Linked DNA regions of Mus musculus: all the other regions are linked to region 2. Evidence: chromatin contacts called from public HiChIP or PLAC-seq data. All regions are on one chromosome and are shown on one strand. The core of a region is the stretch at or near the end of the contact, and the rest is flanking DNA. Distances in the headings are between cores, read along the strand shown.

The links. HiChIP or PLAC-seq counts read pairs in DNA pulled down with a chosen protein or histone mark.
Region 1: an H3K4me3 HiChIP or PLAC-seq map of embryonic basal ganglia shows a contact between it and region 2, with 5 times the contacts expected there. The contact joins two enhancer-like sites. A contact is called at or near these places in 2 of 484 Hi-C or Micro-C datasets (bone marrow-derived macrophages and double positive thymocytes) and 4 of 115 datasets of contacts at active chromatin or transcription factors (bone marrow-derived dendritic cells, embryonic basal ganglia and embryonic stem cells).
Region 3: a contact with region 2 is called in an H3K4me3 HiChIP or PLAC-seq map of embryonic basal ganglia, with 2.8 times the contacts expected there. The contact joins two enhancer-like sites. A contact is called at or near these places in 3 of 15 datasets of contacts at CTCF or cohesin (the NIH/3T3 cell line, hippocampal excitatory neurons and large pre-B cells), 46 of 484 Hi-C or Micro-C datasets (the 3T3-L1 cell line, 3T3-L1-derived adipocytes, B cells and 30 more) and 8 of 115 datasets of contacts at active chromatin or transcription factors (the HPC-7 cell line, PVALB interneurons, bone marrow-derived dendritic cells and 4 more).

Annotation. Positions count from the first base shown.
Region 1 is chr1:51,615,312-51,619,486 of GRCm38.p6, reverse strand. No RefSeq gene overlaps it. Among named protein-coding and RNA genes, the nearest start is that of Gm31636, 5.1 kb to the left of the region's middle. Within about 2 kb of position 1,901, at least 41 of the 459 cell types and tissues checked have an H3K27ac peak or open chromatin away from gene starts, as enhancers often do. A contact at or near this core is called in embryonic basal ganglia, where this site is marked.
Region 2 is chr1:52,077,044-52,081,640 of GRCm38.p6, reverse strand. Stat4 (signal transducer and activator of transcription 4) reads right to left here. Exons shown (of 24, transcript NM_011487.5): 9 at 2,989-3,147; 10 at 1,808-1,900. Among named protein-coding and RNA genes, the nearest start is that of Gm31812, 35 kb to the left of the region's middle. Within about 2 kb of position 1,785, at least 30 of the 459 cell types and tissues checked have an H3K27ac peak or open chromatin away from gene starts, as enhancers often do. A contact at or near this core is called in embryonic basal ganglia, where this site is marked.
Region 3 is chr1:51,649,115-51,653,610 of GRCm38.p6, reverse strand. No RefSeq gene overlaps it. Among named protein-coding and RNA genes, the nearest start is that of Gm31636, 29 kb to the right of the region's middle. Within about 2 kb of position 2,765, at least 43 of the 459 cell types and tissues checked have an H3K27ac peak or open chromatin away from gene starts, as enhancers often do. A contact at or near this core is called in embryonic basal ganglia, where this site is marked.

The sequences.
Region 1 (4,175 bases), core at 652-3,151, 460 kb after region 2:
CACCAGGTGTTTTGGGACAAGCATTTTACCCACAGAGCCATTTCTTCATCCCGAATGAGATTTTAAAAGCTCATGGAACACAAATAGAAAAGGGACTACCACCACACAAAGTCATAGAACTAGCCCAAACGAGAAAAAACAAGCCACAGAAAAGTGGAAAAAGACAGAAGGGCTGGAACCTAGGATCATCATTACTAATAAAGGAACTGGCAAACTGACATAAATTTGGCTGAGTTTTCAAGGCTATAGCTTTACTTCTGTCTTCCAGATTCTGGGATTATAGGTGGGTGCCACCAGGCTGAGCAAGAACGTAGCAATGTGCTGAGATGGATTTTGGGGCTCCCAAGTTCAGGAAAGATGTATACTCATTATAAAATACACAGAGAAGATGGATGAGAAGAAGAGAGGCAAAGGGCAGAATCTGTGAATGTGCATATTGTGGTGCCCATGAAGGGCCATGAGCAATAAAGAAGAGAGAATGTTATCAGTCAGGGTTGAGGATGTTCAAAAAGTCAAGGTTGGGTGAGGTGGGTGCCAACACGTGTTGCTAGCACTTGGGAAGTGGAGGCAGGTGGGTAAAGAGCTCATAGGTACATGAGACACACACAATGGCAAACACACAAAAGCCAACCCCAAACCGAAGGTTTCCAGGGAATGGCTGTGTCAACAGAGCCAGGGGGAAGCATGAAGGATACAGATGGAAAGAGAGTATTTTATCTTCAGTTCATTGAACACCTTTATGCAGGGTTGTCCCACCAGAATATTAGCATTTTGATGCTTTAGTGGCTCAGTGCGTAAGAAGGGAGGTAGCACCCCATCAACACTTCTTATGATTCCATGGAGACACACTAGTTCCACATGAACTTGAATTTAATAAGCACCAGCCTGCGGAATGAAAAATGCTTATCATAGTAGCCGCCTCTGGATCCTTGCTGCTCTGTTCATCCAGGGCCCTGGCTTCTTGTCTATGCCTCAGAGAGAAAGCCAGCTATTATCCTAAAAAGAAAAACCCAGGCTAAGCAACCAAAGCTGTGAACTTCTAACCAGCAGAGGTTATACCACCAAACTAAAACAAAAAGGCAACAAATATTGTCACTGTGTCATGTAGAGTTAAATGTCTTTCTCACTGCACACAAGGCACCACGAGCTGGAGAGAACACCCCAGAGGCATTTTTTTATTGGTTGGAACAGCAAGAAATAAAGACTAAGATAAATTTAATATTTAACTCTAAATCTTTAGTCTCCCTCATTAGCTGACTTGCCTGCAGCCACATTGCTGTAAATTAAACGGCCTGTGCTGGTGTGTTGCCAAAACGCACATTCGGTGAATGTTAACAGTGCTCATTCTAACACCCCGATCAGGTTAAAAACCAAAAGTAATCTGTTTGCCATCAGGAGAGGTCGTTAGAAAGAGTGGTTAACAAAAACAAGCTGTTAACTTCTTCTGCAAGTCTGAGTTAGAGGCTGGTACCATTGCCAGCCCCCATGCTGGGGTTTGTGGGACACAATTCACATAGCTAAAAGCAGAGTGTTCTTTGGCTGGGGAATCTCCTCACAGGGAGTCTCAGTGAGGCTGGTTTAGGTTCTCTGGTCAAATCCTTACCACAGTATCATTGTCCAGAGGGATGAAGAAGATGCCTTCAGTCGGGAAGCCGATGAAGATACAGTGATGCCTTTGTGTGCAATGCCACAGAGAAGGGCCCAGGGCTGAATTGCACAGGCAGGGGAGCCTCTGTGCCAGGTCAGAGAAACTCCTTCCTGTGAGCAACTGGCAGAAATCAGGTTTGTTCCTCTCCCACCGCTAACGCATTTGTCATTGTCTTCATTTGTACGTGTGACAGAGAACCAGGGCTCTTATTCTAGAAACGCTGACTGGGCAGCACAGACTGCTCATTATGCAAGAAGAAACCCCTTTAAAGAGTACAAAGGGTGAGCTGCATGTTCCCTTGTGGGGAATGTTTGTGCTTTGTATCGTGTGTGCGCACAGAATTCCTCTATTCAAAACGAAAAACAAAGCAAGCAAAAAATGCAAACAGGGAGAGAAGTCACATTAAATTATATCTGTGCTAAAGGGTAATCTAGGACATATTAAAATATTAGAGAGCTTATTTGCACAAATAGGAGTTCACAAGGGAGAAGATAATTTTTACTTCAGCGTTCTCACCTCTATTAGACTCAAGACACCAGCAATAAACACATCCTACATCCTTCCACCCGTCAGCCTCATCTGACTCCATTCTGGAGGTATCAGTAGGCCTGGTCTTAGCCCAGATTTTCTCAACCTTGGCTGCATTCTAGAATTGCCTGGGTAGCACTAATGTCTCTCAGTGCCCTATCAACACCCAACTCCCACCCCAGACCAAGTACAGCATTGTCTGTAGGACTGTGGTGTGGGTATGGGTATCTTTTAATGCTTTCTAAATGCTTTGAACAAGGAGCCAAGTTTGAAATCACTGCATTTTCAATCCTGTTCCCTGGGTCATTAGAGTGGCCTCAGATCCAGGGAGTCAGGATAGTACTCAAAGTTCCCCCAGGTCATTCTCATATGCAAACCCTCTTGCTTTAAACAGATCCTTCAAATGTGGTCACACAGCTCCCATTAGAAACAGCTATGCCCTTCGATAAAGCAGTCATTCCCAGGCCTTCTCTAGACCTACTCAATCAAAAATGGTATCCACATATTTAAGCTCTTTGGGTGATTCAGGTCCTTATAGTATTTGAGTCCCACATTTTAAAACTTCACCTCTAATTGTAGATTTCTCAACTCCCACAGGGAGAGATCTAGTCCTATACACTAAGGAAGGTGGAGTTTGTCGTCCTAAGCACGTACAAACACCAGGAAATAACAGCCAGGTACACTGGGCACAAAGAACAAGATTTTGAATAGCAGCTATAGCATTTGCTTCCTTAACAGTACAAAGGGCTTGTGTATTCCCCTGTGGGAATGCTGTGGCTTGCTTCATGGACACAGAGTTCCTCTATTAAAAAGAGAAAAACAGGTCAACTGAAATGCAAACAGGGGGAGAAATTACCTTAAACTTGATTTGTGCTAAAAGGTAAACTGAGGCATATTAAAATATTAGAGAGTTTGTTTGGGCAAATAGGAGTTCACAAGCTGGGCAGCACCAGACTGCAGATGGTCTGATGCTCCTGCCCAAGGCCAGGGGAGAAGGTTTTTACAGTGACAGATTGGATGGCTACTGCAGGACCATATTTGAATTCTGCCAGTGTTCCTTGGCAGCTATTGTTCGGTAAGTCTTTTGCTCCTAGGATATGATGGTTTGTGTTGGGATGGGTTTTATTTCCTTATGTAGGAACCCAGGGCACTGGTGCTTGCTATCTTAGTCTAATGCCAAGTAGTTAACACTAATTAGCACCTGGGAAGTGGCACTATTAGAAGTGGCCTTATTGGAAGAAGTGTGTCCTCCAATAAGGGCTTGGGTTTTGAGGCGGCTATGATGAATCACTTCATCAGAAGTGCCCCTGTCAGGATGAATAGAATATGTGTCGGAAACCTCAGGGAAAGCAAGGCCATGTGGAGAAAATAAGGAATGAGTCACTGGAGTTTGGAATCAGACTTTGCCGAGTTTATATGTTCAGTGTTGGCCTTTATCTACAACGTAATGGCGGATGCAAATCAGCAGGTATGCTGCTCTTCAGATTTTGATGGTCAGAAAAGAAATAGAGGCTTCTTGTCCTCACTAGGCTCTCTGTAATGATTCTTATTAAGGTCTTGGCTCATAGCAAGCTCCTGGGAAAAGCTGCCTTATATACTCCTGAGGCCACCAGGTGGCAGCAGCAATCCAATTTGTGATCGTCACCCAGGTGATGGTGAGTGAAGGTGATTTTCCTTTGGTTAGTGTGCTGGTCATAGAAAAGGGGGCTGTGTTAGGCAGGAGTCAGCATATCAAAATCCCACTGACAACCACGAATGTTTAGACGGAGGAAAAATGTAAATGTTCCCAGTAAATGCAATACATTTAATCTATAGAAGGGAAAGAAATTGTAACATTTCCAGACCCACTGTGTGCTAAGCAGCTTCAGTGATATCTCTCATGGACTTATTGACAAGGCCGTGGATGATGAATACCAAAGCTTTCATTTTATAGGAGGGAAGCCATCTCTGTAACAGGTTTAAGAACCTGCCTGAAGTCCCAAGGCAGGCAGGTAGCAGA
Region 2 (4,597 bases), core at 536-3,035:
CTGTCCATGGCTATGTGTAAAAGAAAAGAATCCAGATCATCAGATGAGATGTATATAGTATGGAGGAAACCAGAGCTCATCCACGGCCCAGGCAAAGCTGTGCATGCAACGAAACAAAGGGCCCTTAAAATCTTGCATGAAACACAAAGTTGGTTCCAGAGCAGTGTGTATGAAGTGTAAGATTGGTAGTAGATGGTGAAGAGGGTGGTCTCAGAATATGGACAATATTTTTTCTTTTACATCTTCCTTCTTATTTGGCTCCAGAAGAGACTCCTGACGATTGGGCCTAGAGCCGTGGGCTTGGGATTCCTTTGGGGTCACTTATCAGATATTTACACTATAATTCATAACAGCAGCAAAATTACACTTATGGAAGTAGCAACAAAATAACGTTATGGTTGGGGGGTCATCACAACATGAGGAACTGTAGTAAAGGGCCACAATGAGGAACGTAGAATCTCCATATTACCTTCCCTATGAAACAGGGGAGCACAATGCTTTGGCAGAGAGAAGTTGTAGGGGGAAAGCCTTGCATGATCTAGCAAGATAGTGGGTACAAAGTTCACAAAAGAAAGATGAGGATCCAAGCTGAAGAGGAAGACAGGATGCCCACAGCAGGACAGTGATCTATCCTCTGGCAGCATCTCAAACACGTGCAAAGTGCTACCAACTCAGGCACCTCGTCTGTTCAGAAGGTTTGGCTAGGCAATCCTTATTGCTGCCTCTTCTCCTCCTAAAGTATTTTCAGCATCCTTTCATCTACATGGATGGATAGCCATTACTCCTCACCCTACTTTCAGTGTTACTGTCTCCTGGGTTCTATAGAGGCACTGAGATGGGGAATGAACAAGTTTTGAGAGCCACATTTTTAAAAGGAACCTGGCTAGCCCTCTGTGTCTGTCCTTGTATCTCGGACTCAGAATTCACATGAAGAAATTGACTGAGAGATTTAATTAGGGGTTTTGAAATGCAAATTGAAAAGCGCCTTCCCTTTAACAATTGGGTTCCAACGCTACTATGAGATCAATAATCCTGCCAAGAGAACCTTCAGTTGCTCCCTCCCGTGGAATAAACAGACTTCTTTAATTTGCTCGGACTTCCCGAGGTGACTACTCTGCAGCTTTGGGATGGAGTTTAAAGCACGATAGAAATCTTTGAAAGTAACACTAACATGATCTTAAATTTCCTAGAGAAAACCCAAGTTTTGATTCTGATACAAGAATACCAAATATATAAGAAACCACCTAAAATTCTACAGGTCCCACGTGTCTCTAAATAAGGCACTCTTGCAAGGATATGCTGAAAGCTGCGCTGTTCAAAGTTTTTGTGGGAACCCCATTCAGCCACTTACCAGGTAATCACAAGCGAAGAATGTGCTACTGCATTTCCTGTCTATTCAAAGCCTTCTACCGCCTGCCCCCATCTGGCTTTTGTATTCTGTTTCTCCCTGCTCCACTCTTCCAAAACAGACTCAAAGCCATTACTTCTATAGGCTCGCTCTCCTGCAATCCTCCCTTCTGTCTTTCCAAGTCTTTTTCCACACTAACCTTTTCAGCAATTAATCCCAGAGTGCCTGGTATTATGATTGCATACTTTCATGCTAATATCCCTCATGTCTTCATTAATTTCCCACGTTGTCATGCTCTTGACAAGCAAGTTCTCATCACACCATTTCTGCAGGGATTTACCAAAGTTCAGCACTGGGCTCCCAGCAGGTGCTCTATGAGGAGCAGCTGCATGCAAGGCGCCTTAATTAGCAGTGGCTACAGTGCCACAGACATAAAAGGACAGAGTGTGTTCTGCCTACCTCAGTTTTACAGTGAACTGAATGAGGGTTTTAAGTACCATCGGCCTCTGAGGGTGCGTTGGCATGCATGGCTGTCGCTCGACCACAAATGAGCTAGATAAAAAGGAAATATCATGTGAAAACATTAAAAAATATTGACAGCTCAAACCTAGAGAAATAGGGTACTATTTTCTCTTAGAGTCCAAACATTTTACACCTAGGAGATGCTGAAATCCCCATTCCACTCCAATCTCCACAGCAACTTCTCAGATGATTATTATAAATAAATGATAGAAAAAAAGGCCTGAAGATCTTTCCTAATTAGTAATCTCTCTCTCCTCCCGTCCTTCCTCTCTCTTTCTTTCCTTCTTTCTTTCCTTCTTTCTTTCTTTCTTTCTTTCTTTCTTTCTTTCTTTTCTTCTTTCTCTCTCTTTTCCTTTCCTTCTTTCCTTCTTTCCTTCTTTCCTTCTTTCCTTCCTCCCTCCCTCCCTCCCTCCCTCCCTCCCTCCCTCCCTCCCTTCCTTCCTTCCTTTCCTCTTTCTTTCTTCTTTTGCTTTTATTTTTCAAAACAGGATTTCTCTGTGTAACCATGGCTGTCCTGGAACTCTGTAAATCAGGCTGCCTCTGCCCCTCTGCCCCTCTGCCCCTCTGCCCCTCTGCCCCTCTGCCCCTCTGCCCCTCTGCCCCTCTGCTCCTCTGCCCCTCTGTGCCTCTGCCTCTCAAGTTTCAGGATTAAAGACATGCACCACCACTGCTCAGCTAAGAGTAGTAATTCTTATTTGCTCCAATGGACTCAATACAGGTCCATGTTCACCCTGTACAACAAAAAAGAGACTTAATTTATGTCACTTTTAACTGAGTATTGGGACTTCGGGTGTGTATTAGAATTTTTTTCTTCAGTGAACTTACACAAAGTGCTTTCCACCCTTTTTGAGTGTAGATACATACTCAAGAAGAAAGAAGTCTTCGTTAAACTGTGAAAACTGCGTGGGAGGTGGGGGTATGGGTTATTACCTTATGGAAAACTGAGTCAGCTGCTGGGAGAAGAGGTGGTGATTAAGAAGCAAAGAGTGGAAATGTAGATGGAACTCTCTGGGGTGCTATCATGGCTTTCTGGAGGCAATATTCTCTACTGTCCCTCCACCCCAGGGTCCCCCACAGCTCCATGCTGAGGAGGTCTACAATCCTTGTGATTCACTTACTTCTTGAAAAGGTTGTAGATCAGGAAGGTAGCTCTTTCCAGGAGGTGTGCTCTTTGAGCAGGGATGGGATCCCCTTCATAGGTCATTTTAGTAGATTGCTCCTGTAGTTTCTCCAGTTGCTGTCTGAGTTGGAAAAGACTCTCTGCCAGTAGGGTAAAGCTATTGAACAGCAAATGAGAAGGTTTTTTTTTTTCCTTCCCTACTTAACGATCAAGCTAGTTTAGCAACTGATCATATTTCATAAGTAACAAATGACTAAGTGATTGTTAAATTAATTAAAATTATGATTACTAACAATTCTTTATATTTTCCTAACCTCTTTCTTCCTGAATATGAATTATGTTCAATATTTTCTAATTTGTGCTTTCAATTTACAGGCATCCTTTATGAAATATTGTCAACATCTGGAAACAAATTTCTTTTAATTGGCCTTTAGATCCTGTTAAGTATGCATATTAAGAATATGCCTCCCACTAAAAGTCAGAGACAGACCAATTTAAAATGCAGAGTATAGGACATGAAGAATGTTGTTGTGTAAAATTCATCTCCCTCCCCCTATACACATTTGCAACTCCTAAGTGCTAGTGGGAAGTGATGACTTGGTCATTCTGACACAAGTGAGTGTTTGGGAAGCCTTGCTTTGACACTCAAGTGCAACGCTGCTCACTGTGTGCTGATCTTGGCTTAGAAATGGAGGTGAGGATTAGGTCAGAATAGAGAAGAATTAGAAAGACCGAAACAGAAGAAGAGGAAGGGGAAGAGGACAGGGTCTACGGCTAGAGGAGCAGAGCATCTCTCTGCAGTCTCCCCGGCAACTCTTTCTCAAGTACACAGGAAGGACCAGGGAGGGAGCTGTGGCAGGTCCCATCAATTTGTGGCTTTCATTACTCCCTGTGTTGCTTGTCTTGTTTTCACAGTAGAGTACTTTGGGTTTAGAGAATTGAGGGAAATCAGTGTGTTGGAAAGTGAGCCCACATCTTTACTTCGCTTGAGAAGGAAACCTGAGGTATGGCGTATGGCGATTTTCCATTTTTCTTGAATTATCTCTTAGAAAGCAATTTTGAATGGTAACCGAATGATTTTTGTTTCTCCTTATATTTTTCAATTGTCCTCTTAGCCAGATCGTTTTTATTTTGCAGTTATGAGTCAGAAAACCTTATCAACATTTTTATCCTTCTATGTGAAAAGATGGTATCTACATTTAACGGCTTATCTGCATATTAGGTATCGATGTCCTGTTGTACTGTTAGTTTTGTAAAGGGTCTTGCTCTGTAGACCAAGGAGGCTTAGAACTTGCGTGACTCCCCTGAGATGACGGGTGTCTGTTACCATATGTAGCTTAACTTTTTAACTGGCCAATAAACATTGTGTATATTTGTAGTTTTATATATGATGTTTTGCTATATTTATATACTGAAGCATGGCCAAATAAAAATTTAAAAAATATGCATTGTCTCCCATAACCTTCTTTTTGTAAGAACAGAAATTCTATGTAGTAATTTTCAAGTATATAACATATTGGTAACTACAGTCATCAAGGTGTATGGTAGCTTTCCTAAACTTATTCCTCTTTCCTACTGAAATTTTGCATCTTTGACCAACATCTTTT
Region 3 (4,496 bases), core at 1,516-4,015, 430 kb after region 2:
ATGGAGGAGTGTTCCCCTTTCTCCACATCCTCGCCAGCATCTGCTGACACCTGAGTTTTTGATCTTAGCCATTCTGACTGGAATGAAGTGGAATCTCAGTGTTGTTTTGATTTGCATTTCCCTGATGATTAAGGATGTTGAACATTTTTTCAGGTGCTTCTGTGCCATTCGGTATTCCTCAGGTGAGAATTCTTTGTTCAGTTCTGAGCCCCATTTTTTAATGGGGTTATTTGATTTTCTGGAGTCCACCTTCTTGAGTTCTTTATATATATTGGATATTAGTCCCCTATCTGATTTGGGATAGGTAAAGATCCTTTCCCAATCTGTTGGTGGCCTTTTTGTCTTATTGACGATGTCTTTTGCTTTACAGAAGCTTTGCAATTTTATGAGGTCCCATTTATCGATTCTTGATCTTACAGCACAAGCCATTGCTGTTCTATTCAGGAATTGTTCCCCTGTACCCATATCTTCAAGGCTTTTCCCTACTTTCTCCTCTATAAGTTTCAGTGTCTCTGGTTTTATGTGGAGTTCCTTAATCCACTTATATTTGACCTTAGTACAAGGAGATAGAAATGGATCAATTCGCATTCTTCTACATGATAACCGCCAGTTGTGCCAGCACCATTTGTTGAAAATGCTGTCTTTTTTCCACTGGATGGTTTTAGCTCCCTTGTCAAAGATCAAGTGACCATAGGTGTGTGGATTCATCTCTGGGTCTTCAATTCTGTTCCATTGGTCTACTTGTCTGTCACTATACCAGTACCATGCAGTTTTGATCACAATTGCTCTGTAGTACAGTTTTAGGTCCGGCATGGTGATTCCACCAGATGTTCTTTTATCCTTGAGAAGAGTTTTTGCTATCCTCAGTTTTTTGTTATTCCAGATGAATATGCCGATTGCCCTTTCTAATTCGTTGAAGAATTGAGTTGGAATTTTGATGGGGATTGCATTGAATCTGTAGATTGCTTTTGGCAAGATAGCCATTTTTACAATGTTGATCCTGCCAATCCATGTGCATGGGAGATCTTTCCATCTTCTGAGATCTTCTTTAATTTCTTTCTTTAGAGACTTGAAGTTCTTATCATACAGATCTTTCACTTCCTTAGTTAGAGTCACGCCAAGGTATTTTATATTATTTGTGACTATTGAGAAGGGTGTTGTTTCCCTAATTTCTTTCTCAGCCTGTTTATCCTTTGTGTACAGAAAGGCCATTGACTTGTTTGAGTTAATTTTATATCCAGCTACTTCATTGAAGCTGTTTATCAGGCTTAGGAGTTCTCTGGTGGAATTTTTAGGGTCACTTATATATACTATCATATCTTCTGCAAAAAGTGATATTTTGACTTCTTCCTTTCCAATTTGTATCCCCTTGATCTCCTTTTGTTGTCTAATTGCTCTGGCTAGGACTTCAAGTACAATGTTGAATAGGTAGGGCGAGAGTGGACAGCCTTGTCTAGTCCCTGATTTTAGTGGGATTGCTTCCAGCTTCTCACCATTTACTTTGATGTTGGCTATTGGTTTGCTGTAGATTGCTTTTATCATGTTTAGGTATGGGCCTTGAATTCCTGATCTTTCCAAGACTTTTATCATGAATGGATGTTGGATTTTGTCAAATGCTTTCTCAGCATCTAACGAGATGATCATGTGGTTTTTGTCTTTGAGTTTGTTTATATACACATTTCTAACTCCTCAAAGAAAACAGTTCCAAAGGCTTAAAAGCCACATGCTCAGCAGCAGCAGCACTGCTTCTCAGGACCTTCTTGCAACCGTTTTTTTTCCCTCCCTAGATTCCACATATACAAGGACACTTGTCTTTCTGGGTCTAACTGATTTCCTTTCATAGGAGAATCTCCAGGGATAACCATTTTTTCCCCCTTTGCAAACAACATTTTCTTGACTGTTTTATAAGACAAATACAAACTACTAATCCCATATCAATACCTGCCTTTTAGAGGGCCGCAATCACTGTAGCTTTGAAATCTGAGGAAATGTTAGTATCTAGTTCTCTGTATCCATACACAGAATGTCCTTTTCAGGTTAGTGCTACAATTAAATCTTTCCCACCTGTGGCCTCACCCAGCACTTCCTACAGACCTTCTTTCTATATATGTATGGACTTGTGAAACATCTATAGACACCATATGATTAACACAAATTCATTGAGACGCATTGGAAAATTCTTTATCCTAGAAGTCAATGTAATGCAAATAAGATTATTTGATTTTTTTTTATGACTAGAAGAGTTGCATAAATAGCCAAAGACCCCAAAATCTAAAAGTATAATGTGGGGAACTGGTTAAGCTAGGGATAGATTCTTATAGCTGAAATACTCAATAGGCATTAAAAAATAATTTGAGTATCAAATATTGAACAAGGATTACCAGGACATTATTGTGTAGAAAAGTCAGGTTATTAACTGATTTGTAATATATGTAATGGTAAATATTCAACAAGTATATCTCATAGAATAAATTTTAAAATCTATAGAATAAAAAGAGGTCACTTTTAGAATATTATTGTTTATCTCTGGGGGGTGAAATTACATTTTTTTTCTTTTTCGCTTTCTAAATGTTTCATAACTCAGTTGTAACACAAAATTTAAATACATCCCAAGGTTCCTCTTGTTAAAGAGTTCTATCCTGTAAGTAAACCATTGTTGGTAACCTTTGGCCTTTCAACCGACCAGGAAGGCTGAGGTTGTTAATATTTTGGATGTGTGAGATAATCTGGCTCAGCTGTTGCTGGTGGCCTGTTCCTCACCCTCATCTGCAGCACTCTGCTAATGATGTGTCAAGATGGCTTGTCACCTTACCCTGGGGAGGAGGAGCAGCCGGTCACTTCATTCTCAGAAACAGGGGAGGTTTTTCTTAATGGGCATTTGAAGACTTGGAGTCATCTAAAAAAAGGTGTGAAATTATAAAAATCCTTTTTTAGCTCTAAACAAAAATAGGCCCACGTATGGGTGTGTGTAGACTAGATGGATGTATTGGTGTCTCTTGATGGGAGAATGTAATTAGTGCCATGTGTGGCTCTGGGCTAGAGTGAGCCATTACTACCCCCCTTTTCAGAGCTCGCAGATGGACAAAATTATGTTTCCTTAATAATGAGGCTCTTAAGTGCCAGCTGCTATCCAGCATTGCAGCCCTCCACGCTAACAAAGCCCTCATTAAATGGTTTGCTTGGGATAATTTGCCTGTTTCTTTCCGTGCTGGCAACTGACAACCTGGTTCCTCCTCTTTTCCCTGAACACCTTTAATCACTCAGAGAAGTCTGTGTCATGTGATGGGATGGTAATTTTTTTTAATCCTACATGTCTTCATATTATTATTTTTATGCCCTCTTTCAAAAGTTTTTAAATGAGGTTGGTCTCTAACATCCTGTGCTATCATTCATTCAGTGGTAAAATAATAATTGCTAATTTTCTTCTTCAGAGAACCAGCGCTTTATCAGGAATAACATTATGCAAATGACTATGCAAATGTCAACCAGTGGAGTCTCTGGGAAAACAGTTCAGAGAAAAACCTTCAGAACATATCCAAAGTTGGCTGAAAAAAAAAAAAAGAGAGAAAAAACCCAGCATTTTGAACTATAAGGTCAGCATGGTAGCAAAGGGAATTTATGACTAATAAGAATTTTACAAGAAAGTTTTATATTGTTAACAATACAAAAAAAGGCAGGGCATATATGGGATATTTTTGTAGGTCAGTTTATTTATGGTGCTACGGGTTGACCTTCACATTTGTCAGATCCCTTTGGGCTGAGTTTCTTCAATGGTGTCTAAAATTTCAAGGTGCTTAACACCTCACCTTTTTGGCTTTAGGAATTCTACCCTTATGTGCTTCACTTTCGATATATTTTATGGTCATTAAGATTTGGGTCTTCTTCACGTTACTGGAAAAAAGTTCACTGAGAGATGAAAAGTACTAGATTTGTACAAAACTTTTGTGCCACTGGTAAAAACAAAACAAAGCAAAACTGTCTGTAAACAGTCTGCTACCCACAAGAATGCCCTTTGAAACACCTGGGAAGGAAGGCTTGCTGTCAGTCAGCCACACGCCTTGGCGAGTTCAGACATGGGTTCCTTGACATGTGAGTGATACACGAATCTACTAAATGACCAAAAAAGGCAAAATTGAAATTCAGTAGATTTTAGGTAGTACATGTGAGATTTTAGCCCAGGGAACCTTGGAGTCCAGAACCCCAGATTGCATTTTCAGCAGACATGGTATATTAAAGCACTAAATGTTAGAAGGGGTTACTTTATTACCATCCTGTTGACCTCCTGGGTCCCACCCACAACCCAGGAAGGAGACAAGGAAGAGCTATCAGATAAGAGGGCTGAGTACTCCCTCCTAGGGCTAGGTACTCCAGGGGCACACAGCCACCAAGGTCTCTTTAACCCAAAGACAAGGTTTCTATGGACCAAAGGATGATCCCTGCTGCTACTATCTCTGTCCTTCAGCCTCTTCGCCTGTGAAGTGGATATGAAAGTGGAG